2 separate regions of the Zea mays genome follow, and region 2 is linked to region 1. Evidence: chromatin contacts called from public Hi-C data. All regions are on one chromosome and are shown on one strand. Each heading gives the region's core, a stretch centred on a gene start, on an enhancer-like site or on the middle of the called end of the contact. The rest is flanking DNA. Distances are from core to core; before and after follow the strand shown. Region 1 holds the start of LOC100275708 (Isochorismate synthase 2 chloroplastic). Region 2 holds the start of LOC103634048 (aminopeptidase M1-C).

The links. A called contact is a pair of places that touch in the nucleus more often than the background predicts.
Region 2: a contact with region 1 is called in a Hi-C map of leaf, with 5 times the contacts expected there. The contact joins the promoter of LOC103634048 here to the promoter of LOC100275708 in region 1. A contact is called at or near these places in 7 of 25 Hi-C or Micro-C datasets (bundle sheath, ear, endosperm and 2 more).

What each region holds. Positions count from the first base shown.
Region 1 is chr7:102,146,140-102,153,442 of Zm-B73-REFERENCE-NAM-5.0, forward strand. LOC100275708 (Isochorismate synthase 2 chloroplastic) reads left to right here and starts at 3,847. Exons shown (of 14, transcript NM_001149738.2): 1 at 3,847-4,013; 2 at 4,115-4,563; 3 at 4,658-4,775; 4 at 4,865-4,981; 5 at 5,063-5,212; 6 at 5,291-5,365; 7 at 5,515-5,583; 8 at 5,759-5,877; 9 at 5,994-6,051; 10 at 6,169-6,279; 11 at 6,362-6,446; 12 at 6,532-6,629; 13 at 6,715-6,807; 14 at 6,899-7,201. The coding sequence starts at 3,942. The coding sequence ends at 6,973. LOC541795 (voltage-dependent anion channel protein1b) reads left to right here. Exons shown (of 6, transcript NM_001111478.2): 6 at 1-348. The coding sequence ends at 163.
Region 2 is chr7:102,395,227-102,402,546 of Zm-B73-REFERENCE-NAM-5.0, forward strand. LOC103634048 (aminopeptidase M1-C) reads left to right here and starts at 2,847. Exons shown (of 20, transcript XM_020540886.3): 1 at 2,847-3,412; 2 at 6,521-6,769; 3 at 6,890-7,035; 4 at 7,311-7,320. The coding sequence starts at 3,233.

The sequences.
Region 1 (7,303 bases), core at 2,597-5,096:
ACTAACCGTCTTGAAGGCACGCATCAACAACTCGGGCAAAGCCAGCGTCCTGATCCAGCATGAGTGGAGGCCAAAGTCGCTGGTCACCATCTCGGCTGAGGTCGATACAAAGACCATTGAGAAGAGCTCGAAGGTTGGAATTGCTGTGGCCCTCAAGCCCTGATTGATTATCAAGACTATTTTTTCTTCTAAGGTCCTAGCATGACTGTTTGGGTCATATCAGGTCAGCTGGGGAAAACAAAACTGTTGGGGTTACCGGCATCTTTTGGTCGTTGCAGTCTGTTGATTTCATGAACTGCGAAATGTTTCATTGAGGAAATTTTTGGGTCATCTGCTTAGCGCTCTGTTAAATGAGCAACTTCCAAAATAATTCGAGCCCAGTAGAATTCTGAACTTGTTTACAATGGTTGATGGTGACATTGTCAATTGAGGTAGGGGTGGTTCAGTTTTCTAACTGCGTTTTTTGGACCGGTTTGTTTCATCTTTTTTCTGACAAGCTTTTCTAATAATCTAAGAATTTATCTGTGGAGAATATGGTTGTGAGAAGAATTAGAGCATCATGAGAATTATGTGCAGAGTAAGATGAAGAAGTCTATATAATTTAAATTTAGAAAGTGATGGATTTCTACTGTCGCGACTTACCGATTTTGTATTCACGTTAATTTTAGATAGTTTTTATCAAATCGATTCTCATAAAAGTAGACTGAAGCCAGACGTTTGAGAGTTTACAACAGCTGTGGTCAGAAGTGTAAATAAGTTGAAACAAACACCCCATAAGTTGAAACAAACACCCCTTTGTCATCGGTTGATATATTTTGTCTTGTAGTGTCGGGGTTTTATCCAATCGTTTGATGTGTTTTTTTGTTGGTGTTGTACTTAATTCATGTCATAAATTCCAATCAGTTTATGCTTAGATGCGTTCACTTCTGAATGCAATTGGTTGTCAACGTTATGTTTGGTATTATATGAATTGGTACTAGGGCACCTTTAATAGTATGACCTAGTTAGAGCATCTACACCGGTTCCAAAAACTTCCCTAAATTTAATTTAAGGTGTCAGTAACAAAAAAATTATGCTCTAACATTTTCTTAAATAAGATTCTTAAATATATCAACTTCTTAAATATTCATATTTGAGGTCCATTGGGCATAGCTTTGATTTGCCAAAAACAGAACTTAACTTTTTTCTGAAAAGAAACTTTTTTTATAGAGTTGAAACCATTTTGTAAATCGTTTGCCAGAAACGCCTTACCCTAGAGCCATAGCTATTTTCATGTATTAAAGTGCTAGAGCTGATGAAGCTACTATTTGTGGCTTTTTCTTCGTCGTACAAAAATGGCTCCGGCTTTTAAGTGCTTTTCTTAGTAAGTCATTTTTTAAAAAGGTGTTTGGCAGGGCTCTAGCTTTTTCTAGAGAAAAGCCAGAGCCGAAGCTTTGCCAAACAGACACTCAGACTCTAAACTTAGAGAGTTATTTCACACTTCCAATAGCCTGTTTTACTCATCAATTACACCATAAACTCACTTGTCTGCCATTGAGTTCGTATATGTATACAAGTGATGCATTTTAAATGATTTAAGTGATAGAAATGATGAATTTACTATCGAGTTAGTATAATTTTCAAAAAGTTAATAACCTAAGAATTAAGAACTGTTGGAGACAAGTGTGATGCTCGTTGGGGAAGAAGAGGACTTGTCGAAGCCGGAGGCAACAAGTCCTTCATCATCAGAGTCAGATGAGCAGCAGTCCGAGTCCCATTCCTTGCCAATATGTGCCTCACCTTTTGTCTTTCTATAGAATTTCTTCTTCTCCTTCATCCCTTTCTTTTCTTGTACATGATCATTCTCATTCTCGAGACATTGAGCAATAAAATGACCAGTCTTACCGCATTTGAAGCGTGAGCGATTCATCCTTGATTTGTTCTTGTTGGGGCAGTCCTTGCGTCTCTTCAATGCAGTCTTGAAGCGCTTTATTACAAGCGCTATTTCTTCCTCATTGAGTCCGGCAGCCTCTACTTGTGCCACCTTGTTTGGGAGCATCTCCGTGTTGGTCGTTGCTCCATTTGTAAATCGTTTGCCAGAAACATTTTTTGAATAAAACTAGACTGATTTTAGTAAAATCCTAATATGATTCATACTAATTCCTTTATTCAAAATGATATTTTTTACACATGTCTCAAAACAATCTTAAACATACATGGAGTAAGGGCATGTTTTTTCCATTAGTCCTTGAACTAAAGTTAGTTGAAAGACTAAATTTTAGTCTACTATATTTGGATCTAGAGACTAAAGTCAATTAAAATACACAAACAAAGACTAAAAAACTCGAGAAAAGAAGTCGTGTGTCCATGGTGGAGTGGGGTCAATGGTGGGGAGGAACAAGAGCAGTGGCATGTGGAGAAGTGAAGGTCGGCGACGTGGGGAGGAGAGGGGGTCAGCGGTGTGGGGAGAGCGGGGTGGATGTGTGGGGAGGAGTGGGGGTTGCAAGCGTGGGCAAGGGGGGTCTTTGGTGTGGGGAGTAGGAGGCCATCGTGGGGGAGTTGGGTCGATGACGTGGAAACAAGCAGGGGTGACGACGTGGGGGGAGTGGGGTTTGCATGCGTGGGGAAGAGAACAAGCGAGGGTGGATGTGTGGGGAGGAGTGGGGTTTGCAAACGTGGGGAAGAGCAGGGAATGGGGGGTTGAAGGTGTAGCCTTGTGGGGGAGGAGAGGGAGACATCGTGGAGAGGAGTGGGGTTGATGGCATGGAGTCGGGTAGAGGCGACGACATCGAGAGGAGCGGGGCTATAGACATGGAGAGGACAGAGGAGTAGGGTCGTCGGCGTGGGAAGGAGCGGCGGTGGTGGCATGGAGATGAGCATGGCGACGACATGGCGAGTAGACCTGACATGTTGTCTAATTTGACTTTTAGTTTTCTTAGTCCATATTTCAAGGAATCAGAGAGTAGAAGTATTTAGGCCTCGTTTGGAGAGCTCTTCTCCATGATTCTCTAGCTCCGAGAGCTAATTGGCCAATAGAGTAATTCCAAATGATTCTTAAGTAGAAGTGAATCTATTTGACGAAAACCATTCGACAAATTATGTGTGAAATGATTCCTGAGGGGTTGGAGTGTGGGGAGTAGGTTGGGAACAGCGGGAAGCAGATTTTTTTAGCTCCCACTCTCTACTATGGAGCAACTTAATTTTTATCCGTTTGACTTTCTAAAAGTGATTCTCGCTGGGAGTGTAGCTATGAGAGCTCTGACAAACGCTCCCTTAGTACTTATGTTTAACAATTTAGCCTCTAAAAAGAATTAAAACGTAGAGTAAAGTTTAGTACAAATGGAGCTAACGGACCATAAATTCCATTTTGTGCGTGACATTGGCACTAGGGATGGATCCGGATATTTATTCGGATGTCAAATTTTCGGTCTTGTTTCTTCGATTGTGAACAAATAACATATAGAATTTGCTATGTAAATTTATATTCTTATTTTTAGTATTGAGACTATTAATCTTCACAAAAAACTAACATTAAATTCATTATATATCTTTTTAAATAATTGATATACAATTCGGATGTCTATTCGAATACGGATTTAAATGTTTTTTCACCTTTTTTATTGTAGAGAGAAAATAATGTACATAAAAAATTATATAAAAATTTATTTAAATACTTCGTAATATTCTTAATAACATTGCCAAAAATTATCTTTAAATTCTATGTATATCTATATTAAAATATTAGATTTGTGATACAAGTCGGATGTTTTAGAAACATCCCTAATTGGCACACGTGCCCACGCCATGAGCAGCGAATAACGGTTGTGCCACTTATCCCCATGCGGATCTTCTCTTATCTCTTCTCGCGACTCACGAAGGAGGCGCGACGTGCGCGTGCCGCTGTGCTGCACTGCTAGTGTTCCTGCGCGCCGTGCTGTCCGGCCCGCCCGCGCCGCGCACCGATGCCGCCACCGTCTTCCTCGCGCTACTCCCCGGGCCGGCTGCTCGCCGCGCGCCCGGCGTCCGCCACCACGGCATGCTCCTCGTTTCCGATCCTTTCGGCCTTTTCTGGTCTTGGTCACCTACGCAGGCGGACCGTGCGCTGATATGTTTTGCACGTGCACATGCATCACAGGTGGGGAGATGGGCGCGCTTGTCGTGCTCGCTGTCCATGAACGGGTGCGCGCCGGGCGCCGGGGACCGCGGCGCGGTGTGCGTGCGCGAGACGCGGGCGCTGCCGGCCGCGCCGGCGCCGCACGACGCAGTGGGGCGGCTCAGGGCCGCCGTGGACGCGCTCTGGTCCAACGCAGCGCCACCGGCCGCGCCCTCCGGCATCATCCGCATCGAGGTGCCCATCACGCAGCGGGTGGACGCCGTGGAGTGGCTGCACGCGCAGACCACGCTGCCCCGCTGCTTCTTCTCGGCCCGGGCGCCGTTGCCCGACGCGCCCGCCCTCGCCGGCAACGGCAACGGCAACGGCAGTGTCCATCGGCAGCAGCCGGTGAGTGTCGCGGGCGTGGGTTCGGCGGTCTTCTTCCGAGGGACGGAGCCCTTTTCTCTAGCTGATTGGCGCGCAATCAAGAGGTAATCGTCTTATTTTCTGAATTTGCCATGTTTTGGTACGGTCGATACTGAACCTGGCTGCTTGTTACGCTTGCGAATTCGTGTACCTATGAAGATTTCTTCCAAGGGACTGTCCACTGGTCCGCGCATATGGCGCCATCCGTTTCGACGCCACGAGTGACGCTTCCGTTGAATGGGAGGACTACGGCTCATTCTACTTCGTTGTTCCTCAAGTAAGTTGCTCGATCTGCAACTGCTAAACCTCATTTGTCCATCTTGCTCTGAATTTTGCTTGCGAAACGTCTCAAGTATGTTGGTGCAGGTCGAGTTCAATGAGCTCGAGGAGAGCTCAGTCCTCGCGACGACCATCGCGTGGGACGACTCGCTCTCATGGACATGGCACAACGCCGTGGAGGAGCTCCAATCGACTCTGCGAAAGGTGTTGCGCGTTCCTCGTCGTCCGGTTTTTTAACCGTCTGCTAGAAGACTGTAACAGCCTGTAGTACTTTTTTTCCCTCAGATATCGCCTTGCTCTTCTGTTCAAGCGAACAAGGCCAGCCTACAGACAGCCATCGTAAGTCTCAATCATGTCCCGACCAAGGCGTCTTGGGATCTTGCAGTTACTAAAGCTCTCCATATGATCAAGGGCAGGCAAAGAGAATTGGTAAAGGTAAGCCGTTTTTTGTTCTCTATTTGTTTAGAGCGTATCTGAAAATATGAATGGAGTTACCTACCTTCTTTCTTACAGGTTGTACTGGCAAGGTGTAGCAGATACATTACTGACACTTGCATTGACCCTGTGGAACTGCTGGCTTGCTTGAAGGTCTGCATGCTTTCTCAAATGCTTACTGTGTTCCTGAGGGCCAAAATGCTTATCAATTCTGCATTGACATTTGCATTGACATTTCTGAAAATACATTACTGACACTTGCATTGACATTTGCATTGACACTCTGTAATCTAACTATGCAGGCTGAGGGCCAAAATGCTTATCAATTCTGCATACAGCCACCGGGTGCTCCTGCGTTTGTCGGAAATAGCGTATGTTTACTGTGTTCTTGTTTGTTTTTATTTTTATTCTTCAAAATCAGCACCGCACACTTTTGTTTTTTCCCCCCTTCTATTTAGTGAGAAAAACAAATGGATGTAACGACAATGCTATATAGCTTTTTTCTTCTTCTAACTAATGTTCATTTCATGCAAACATTCTGAATAGCCAGAGCAACTATTTCATCGGAAGTACTTGAACATTTCCAGCGAGGCTCTAGCTGGTACTCGGGCAAGAGGGAAGACAAGGGCAGATGACTTTCAAATCGGTCAGGATTTGCTTCTAAGGTTCCTTTCCCTCCTTAGGATCTGTAACTTACTGTGATCGAGGGAGTCAGCTTCAGATCAACACCTTGTACTAAAAACTGAGCGAGTACTCATACATGTTTTTTTTCTTCTTGCAGTAGCAAAGAGGACATCGAATTCACTATAGTACGGGACAGCATCAAGAACAAGCTGGAGGCAAGTTGAGTTCTAGAGATACTGATACATCTCGAATGCATTTTTTTTTTGGTTGTTGGGGGAAAGAGTATGGTTTCCTGCAATTTACTGAACTAGCATCTGTAACCTGATCTGCAGATGATCTGTGATGAGGTGGTTGTCCATCCCAGCAAGGCTCTGCGGAAACTTCCAAGAGTCCAGCATCTGTCAGCGCAGTTAGCTGCGCGAATAAGGAACGAAGATGATGAGGTGACCTATGACAAAACTTCTACTACTTGAGTTGGGTGAACATCATATAAGGTAACGATAGCAACTTGTGCTGGCGATGCAGTTTGAGATTCTAAACACCCTCCATCCGAGTCCAGCTGTTTGTGGCTTGCCCACTGAAGAGGCACGCCAATTCATACGGGATTGTGGTATGCTCAAATTTGATTATTCTGTTCGAACATAGCCTTTCTGAAATTAGACACATACTAACTAGGTTTTTGGATATTCTGACAGAAATTTTTGACCGTGGAATGTATGCTGGTCCTGTTGGCTGGCTTGGAGGAGCTGAGTGCGAGTTCGCTGTCGGGATTAGATCAGCGTTACTTGGAAAAGTAAACCGAACTCCAAATCTTTTTTAAACTTGAACAGATTCGAAATTGTTAGATTTTATAGTTACAAAACGAACTTTGGTTCCAGGGTCACAGCACTCTGGTGTACGCCGGTGCGGGGATCGTTGAAGGTACAAACCCATCTTTTGAATGGGATGAGCTTGATCTCAAAGCATCTCAGGTACCATTTTGACGAATTCATGGCAAGTAGCGTGCTGGGTTTTTAACTAAATAGTAAGGCTAATGCATCCAGTTTTTTGGGTCATTTTCAGTTTGCAAAGCTGTTGCGGTACCAAGAACGACCTATTCGCTACCAAGAGGCTGAAAATCTGGGAACGGTGATCTGAATAGAGAAGTACAGAAGAAACTAGAAAGTCATCACAAAGTTCGGCATTCATTTAGCGAGTTATTTATACAATTGTTTGTTTGATATAGTAAGCTAGAAGGGGGATTCAGTTGGATTTGTGTAATTATGGAATCCAGAACAGCGGCAGTGCTGAAAAATACATTGATTGAACCTGAATGGGAAATTGTTCAATGTAACAAAAATATGTTTACAACATAAACTATTTGATTGAATCAGTGCGTGAATGTGACAACTAGCAATAGAGTATCCTCGCGTGGGTGACTCGGGCGGCACCAAACCCTAGCCGCCGCCCCACTCCCCCCTTCTCTCC
Region 2 (7,320 bases), core at 1,597-4,096, 250 kb after region 1:
CTTCCTCACCATCAAGGCAATGTTAGCATCAAGGTCATCATCACTTGAGGATTCCTCCTCAATTTGTACTTTAGCTTTTCCTTTTCTTTCTTGATTTGCTTTGAGAGCCAAATCCTTTCTCTTGGAAGATGACTCATCCTTGTCATTGATGTGCATGTACATCTCATGAGCATTGATCTTTCCCAAAATCTGTGTAGGTGTGGTAACTGAAAGATCCATTTGATGCAGCACTGTGACAATGTGTCCATATTTGTCAATTGGGAGGACACTGAGAATCTTCCTCACAACATCCAGTTGTGAAATTTGTGTAAGCCCCAAGCCATTTACTTCCTCTACAAGAATATTAAGACGTGAGTACAAAGCATTGGCATTTTCATTAGCAAGCATTTCAAAATAATTTAACTTTCTCATAGCAATGTGATATCTCTCCTCACGCTCACTTCTAGTTCCTTCATGTAGAGCACATATGTCCATCCACAAATCATGAGCATTTTTATGGTTTCTAACTCTATTAAACACATCTTTGCAAAGGCCTCTAAAAAGGGTGTTTTTGGCCTTAGCATTCCATTTCTCATAATTAAACTCTTCACCTACAAGATTTGTGGGTTCTCTAGGTTCGGGGAATCCTTGTGTGGCGGCTTTGTAGACACCAATGTCTATAGCCTCTAAATATGCTTCCATACGAATTTTCCAATATGGAAAATCGTCACCATAAAAAACGGGCGGAGGTCCATCCCCACCGGACATCGTTACTCTAGCGGTTAAGCTAATCTAAGAGCAACAAGGCTCCGATACCAATTGAAAGGATCACGATGCCCAAGAGGGGGGTGAATTGGGCTTTTCTAAAAATCAACACTAATTAAAACCTAAGCAAGAGCCCAACTTCACCCCAACTAGTACTAAGAGAATAATACTAGAAATACAATAATGCTAAGACAATACTTCAAATACTTGCTAAACAAATACACAATGTAAAATGCTTGAATTAAGTGTGGAATGTAAAGCAAGGTTTAGAAGACTCCTCCAATTTTTCCCGAGGTATCGAAGAGTCAGCACTCTCCCCTAGTCCACGTTGGAGCACCCGCGCAAGGGTATCGCTCCCCCTTGATCCTCGCAAGAACCAAGTGCTCACTACGAGATGATCCTTTGCCACTCCGGCGCGATGGATCCCTCACGACCACTAACAAACTTGAGTCGGGTCACCAACAAGATATCCACGGTGATCACCGAGCTCCCAACGCCACCAAGCCGTCTAGGTGATGCCGATCACCAAGAGTAACAAGTCGTAGACTTTCGCTTGACCAAGAGAAGCCTAATACAAGTGGTGTGTGCTCTAGGTGGCTCTTGCTAGCGCTAATGAGGTCCAAATGCGGGATTAAGATTCTCTAATCACCTCACTAGATTTTGTGGTGCTTGCAATGCTCTACCAAAGTGTAGGAGTAAATGTGGGCAGCAAGACATTGAATATGGTGGGTGGAGGGGGTATAAATAGCCCTCACCCACCAACTAGCCGTTACACAAACCCTGCTGCACATGGGCGCACCGGACAGTCCGGTGCGCCACTGGTGCGCCAACGGTCGACTCCAACGGCTAGTTCTGACAGCTAGCCGTTGGGCAGATGGCACACCGGACAGTGAACAGTCACTGTCCGGTGCGCACTGGACTGTTGTCCGGTGTGCCACTAAAATTCAACTCTCAAACCCTGCGCTCTCGGGTTTCTGCGAGGGGGAAACCCTTCCCCGGGCCAACCTGGCCCCATCTAACAGAGGGCGCACCGGACAGTCCGATGCCCTACAGACAGAAACCCTAATTTCTATTTTCTGCTGTTTTTCAAATCGGTTTTCGTTCTAACTCGTGAGTATGTTCTAGAGTGACACCTAGCACTATATGTGAGTGTGAATATGCATCAACACTACACTAGAACTCTCTTGGTCAAACTACTCATCGACAACCCCTCTTTATAGTACGGCTAAGATAAAATATCACGAGTGTCCGCAACTCCTTGACACTCGGAATACGAAGACCTTCACTTTGTGTTTCTTCGCTTTAGCTGTCGCTTCAAGTTCTTATCTCCGAGATTGTTTTCACCGTTGTAGTACATCTACCTGTAATGCGACCTAACTTACCATTTGCCTCTGCAAAACACATGTTAGTCACATGTAATATTACGTTGTCATTAATCACTAAAACCAATCAGGGGCCTAGATGCTTTCACCATATATAAGTTTCTATATATAAATATATATATATATATATATATTATACATTTATACATATATACACATATATGGAGATAGGAGGGGCCTCAATATTAACTTTTGCTCAGGGCCTAGAAAATATATTTCTTTTGCTCAGGGCCTCGAAAATGTGAGGACCGGCCCTGGGTAATTAGATCACTCTCAGCCCGATTGGATGGCTGCACGTCCATGCGCAGGCTGACGCCGCACTAGCCAGCCATATACAATAATTTTAAGCGTATGAGTGGATGCAGGTTAATAGCATCAAAATGACTTATTTTGCATCCACTCATACAGACTATGACTTTTACATACAAGCTACCAAACATAATCTTAAATAAAGTAAACGCATGCGGTGATTCAAGATGAGATGATGTAGATAAATAATCAGACGGTCTGTGAAGATCGGAGAGTTATATACACTTTTTTGTATAAATAAATATACTGTACTATTTATTAGCTTAACTTTGCATTGACCGTGTAATATCAATGGACAATGGGTCATAAACCACCACGTGAGCGGATACAGTACAGTACATGGAACCCCGGCCCATCGTTTCCAACAAGAGCAAGGTCCAAGAAAACTCTCTTCGTAAAGCTTTTTATTGCAGTGATGGGCGAGGCAGACAGACAGGAGGCCCTTGTCGGCACGTGAGAGCGAGAGTGAGACCCTCCACCACTTCCAGCAGCATTGCCTGCCACTCTGCTGGTCTGTCTGCCCTCTGCCCCTGCATGCCTGCCCCGGAATGCGTCGGTTCACATGATCCAATTCTTTTGCGCGATCCGCGGGGTTCTCCGACGACCTTTTCATCGTCCCCCCCTCCGCCCCTCCCCGGTTCCGATCACTCTCTCCCAGTCAACGCACCACCACTAAATAACGCACTCTCTCCCGAGTCCGATCCCAACTCAACCCAAGGCAGTCTCACTGACAGAGTGTGTCGACCGACGACCTGATCTCGGTCGATCGAGACAGAGAGAGAACAACGACGAGAATCATGCAGAGACTGCCCACGGCAACGGCCGCCGGCGCCGGCATGACGTCGTTGCTGGTGGTGCTGCTGCTCGTCTCAGTCTTGCCGGGCGCCAGTGGTGCCGACTCTGGGCCGCTCGACGGCAGGAAGATGGTGTTCGCCGGGGAGACCGCAGGAGTACTTGCCCGCTATTCCTTCAACAAGGTAGCGCTAGATCGCCACATATACAGTCTACTAGTACTTTTGTTGCGATAATATTCAAATGAACTCATTCGGTTTTGTACTTTTGAATAAACTTGCTTAGATTGTATTTTACGTTGGATTCAAATAAACCCATCCGGGTTGCAGTATGTTTGTACTCCATCTGTTCCTATAATGTTTTGTCATTTTTTTAAAACATATATGTTTTACTATATATCTAGACAAGACAACATTAAGAAGGCAAAACATATTACGAGCAGAAAGAGTATAAACATGCTTAGTTTATTAAAAAAAATATCTAGCATAAAATTTTGAAGTCCTATACTTTAGAACAGGTAAAGTCGGTCATATATGTAGGTCTCGTACTCTCGTCACTAATACGGGATTATGGGTTATGCAACAATTGTATTGAGCCATCTCTAATACTATGACATTTTAACTAATACTCTTGTTTTTATAAATAAGTATAACTTTTACTGTATATATCAAGATATTAATCATATTTATGTATATAGAAAAGACTAAAAATCAAAACTATTTATAATTTTGTCGGCGTTTCGGACCCGCGAGGACCGTCAACCGACCAGTGAATTTGTTGCTGCGTGCCCCTGTCCAGATGTGTTGATGCAAGATGGAACACAAGAGAGGGAATGAGGCTTATATTATCTTGCACCAGGGTGCTCGTAGTAGGGGTTACAAGCGTCGCGAGAGAGCGAGAGCGAGCAAGAGAGAGAGAGTTTGGCCTTGAGGTGAGCTGTCTGAGCTAGCCTCCTCCGCGTCTCTCCTACCCTGCCTGCCTCTCTTCGCTCGCCCTGTCCCTGTGTGCGTCCGTCTCCGCGTCTGCGTCTGTTTGTCTGCCTCTAGGAAGGCCCTGGACATTCCCTTTTATAGATACAAGGGGATGCCCAGCTGTACAATGGGGGTGTAGCTATGTGCTAACGTGGCTGGCGGAGAAGTGCCTTAAGCCCTGTACGGCTGTACGTGTGCTAACGTGGCTGTCGGAGAAGTGTCTTGAGCCCTGTAGAAGCATAGCTGGCGGTGCGGCATGGATCCTGCTGACGTTTCCTTGCTTCCGTAGAGGGTTGAGAGCAACCGACGTCATGGGCGCACGCGGGGAACCATCATTACCTGTTACCGGAGTAACCTTAGATGGGACACCGGTCTTGTTTCTTCGTAGCCTGAGGCAGCTAGCTAGGGGTAGGGTAATGATGTATCCCCTGTAGCGCAGTTGGTCCGAGGCCGAGGTCGGGCGAGGCGGAGACTTCTCCTGAGGCCGAGGCCTGGGGTCGGGCGAGGACGTGACTCCTCCTGAGGGCGAGGCTGAGGGTCGGGCGAGGCGGAGCTCCCTGTTGCGCCCGAGGCTGAACTCGGGGGAGGTCATGACTCAGCTTTACCCTGGTGGTTGGCACAATAGTCGGAACGGGGTGAATAGCGCTGCTTTCCTGTCAGAGCGGTCAGTAAAGGGGCGAAGTGACTGCGGTCACTTCGACCTTGCCGACTGAGGCACGCGTGTCAGGATAAGGTGTGAGGCGATCCACGTATTAAATGCGCATACGATACGGTCGGTTGGTAAGGCGATTTGGCCGAGGTCGCTGCACGACAAAGTTTGCCCAAGCTGGGCTTCGGGCGAGCCGAGGGTGCGCTCACTGCCTGAGGAGGCCCTCGGGCGAGGCGTGAATCCGACCGGGACTACTGTTCCCGCCCGAGGCCGAGGCTGGGCTCGGATGAGGTCGCGTCCCTTGGTAGTTGAGGCCCTGACTTGAATCGTGCTTATCAGCCTTTTGCGGTTTGTTCTAAAGATGTTTTCCAGCCGTGTTTAGGAGCATTGAGGGTACCCCTAATTACGGTACCCGACAAATTTAAAACCAAGAGAGTAACAATATCTACAAAATACTATAATACCCTCCTCGTCTCAAAATATAATTCGTTTTAGATTATATATATATATATATTTGTTAATTAATCTATGAATATTAATGTAGTTGATATGTATATTTATATTCATTTTTATATTCGAATGTGGACGAAAAAAGGAGAACTAGAAAAAAATATTTTGGAACGGAGCGAGTATAATACAAAGATTATGTATTGATCTTGGTCGCAAAGCTAGACATGAGATAGCGTTAGATGGGCTTTACTCTATAATGGCTGATTTGGTGACCAGAGATCACGGGGTATTGTAGAGGATTGAGGGAAAATTAGTTCATTTCCCCCTAAATCCCCTCCAATCCTCCCATGCTCCCTTTGTCACCAAATCAACCCTGTTATGTATGGGTCTCGTGTAGGCTGTTAGGTCATTTACAACCCACATGAATGTCTCGTATTTTTAGGGGTAATAAGTGGATAAGTGTAAAAAATATAAAAGACGGTATCTTGATGAAGAACGTCTATAACATGGTTCTATGAGTCTATATACGATTCTACTCATACAACCTACATAAATAAGTCGTAGTCACATAGTGAATAAGATACAAGACCATATACATTGGGTTGTATGAAAATGTTTCTTAGATATATCTAGTGCTTCGAGAACCATAACATAGTATCTAGTTTGTACATGCTTTTAGCCAGGCTTACTTATAATTTGACGTACGTAAGACAATTTTCAGCGGATAGTGTAAAATAGAGAACACGAAATTGTAGAAAAAGTTTGAAGTAGGAAATAAGATAGAGTAATGTAAAATAGGGAACACAGTAGAACTACACTTTGAAATAGGGGATCAGACAGGTAAGACTGTCTGCAGCGCTCGTTGCGTCTGCTCCTCCGACGCTAGTGCAGCGGCTACAGAGCTACTCTACCGTCCGCAACGATGCACCCTATTTGAACCTCTACGCGCAACAATACAAGCGGTATGGGCAGTAGTCCGCCGGATATGGGGGAGAACTATGCAGCCCCAAACATATGTTTGTTGGAAATTGATATTTTATGGTTGTAATGGAATATAGATGGATGACAAGAGGAAGCCATGCGGAAGATAAAAAATTAGAAGATAAAATATTAATAATGTGACACAAAAATAATATTGAAGGAAAAAATTAGAAAAAACCGCTGCAGATAGTCTAATTTGTCAGGAATCTGGGCCACTGTCTTATTCTATTCACGTCACGCAGGACGCGAATGTCGAAACGGCATCACCGCCGCCGCCGGCGTTGGCCGGTTCGGCGGCGCAGTTCCGTGGGCAGGCGCAGCTCCCGCGCTTCGCCGCGCCGCGCCGCTACGACCTGCGCCTGCGCCCCGACCTCGTCACCTGCACATTCTCGGGCACTGCTGCCGTCACCGTCGCTGTCTCCGCGCCAACCCGCTTCCTCGTCCTCAACTCTGCTGACCTCTCAATCGACAGCGCCTCCATCCGTTTCCGGGTACGTACGCGCTGACCTTACTATCTCGAAGGAAGAAAAATGTTGCCATATATTTGTCCTTGCCTTGGCGCCAAATATCATCTCGGATGCCGGTTGCCGGTCCGGGGCCGGTTTTTGAAGGATTTGGCGCCTAAGGAGGTGGTGTTTTTCGCGGACGACGAGATCCTGGTGCTCGGATTCTCCAAGGACCTGGTGCTCGGTGAGGGCGTGCTCAGTATGAAGTTCAACGGCACGCTCAACGACCAGATGAGGGGGTTCTACCGGAGGTATGAGTTTTCTCTGATCCTAAACTCATTTTTGACACTTATAAATTGAGCGTTGCTGAAATGAATTGCTTTTGCTGGTAGGAGAGACTTCTAGTCGTATCTTTAATCCTTTAATTGTATAGCTCCTAAAATTTGTGAGCTCTATGACACAACCATGAAAACACTCTAAAGTTAACAAAAACAGGGTTCGTTATGCATCCATTTTGTTTGTTCCTTCTCGTCATTCTACTAAGTGTTTTTCTTGTGCTGATAACCCTGAGTGCTGTTTTATGCAGCAAGTACCAG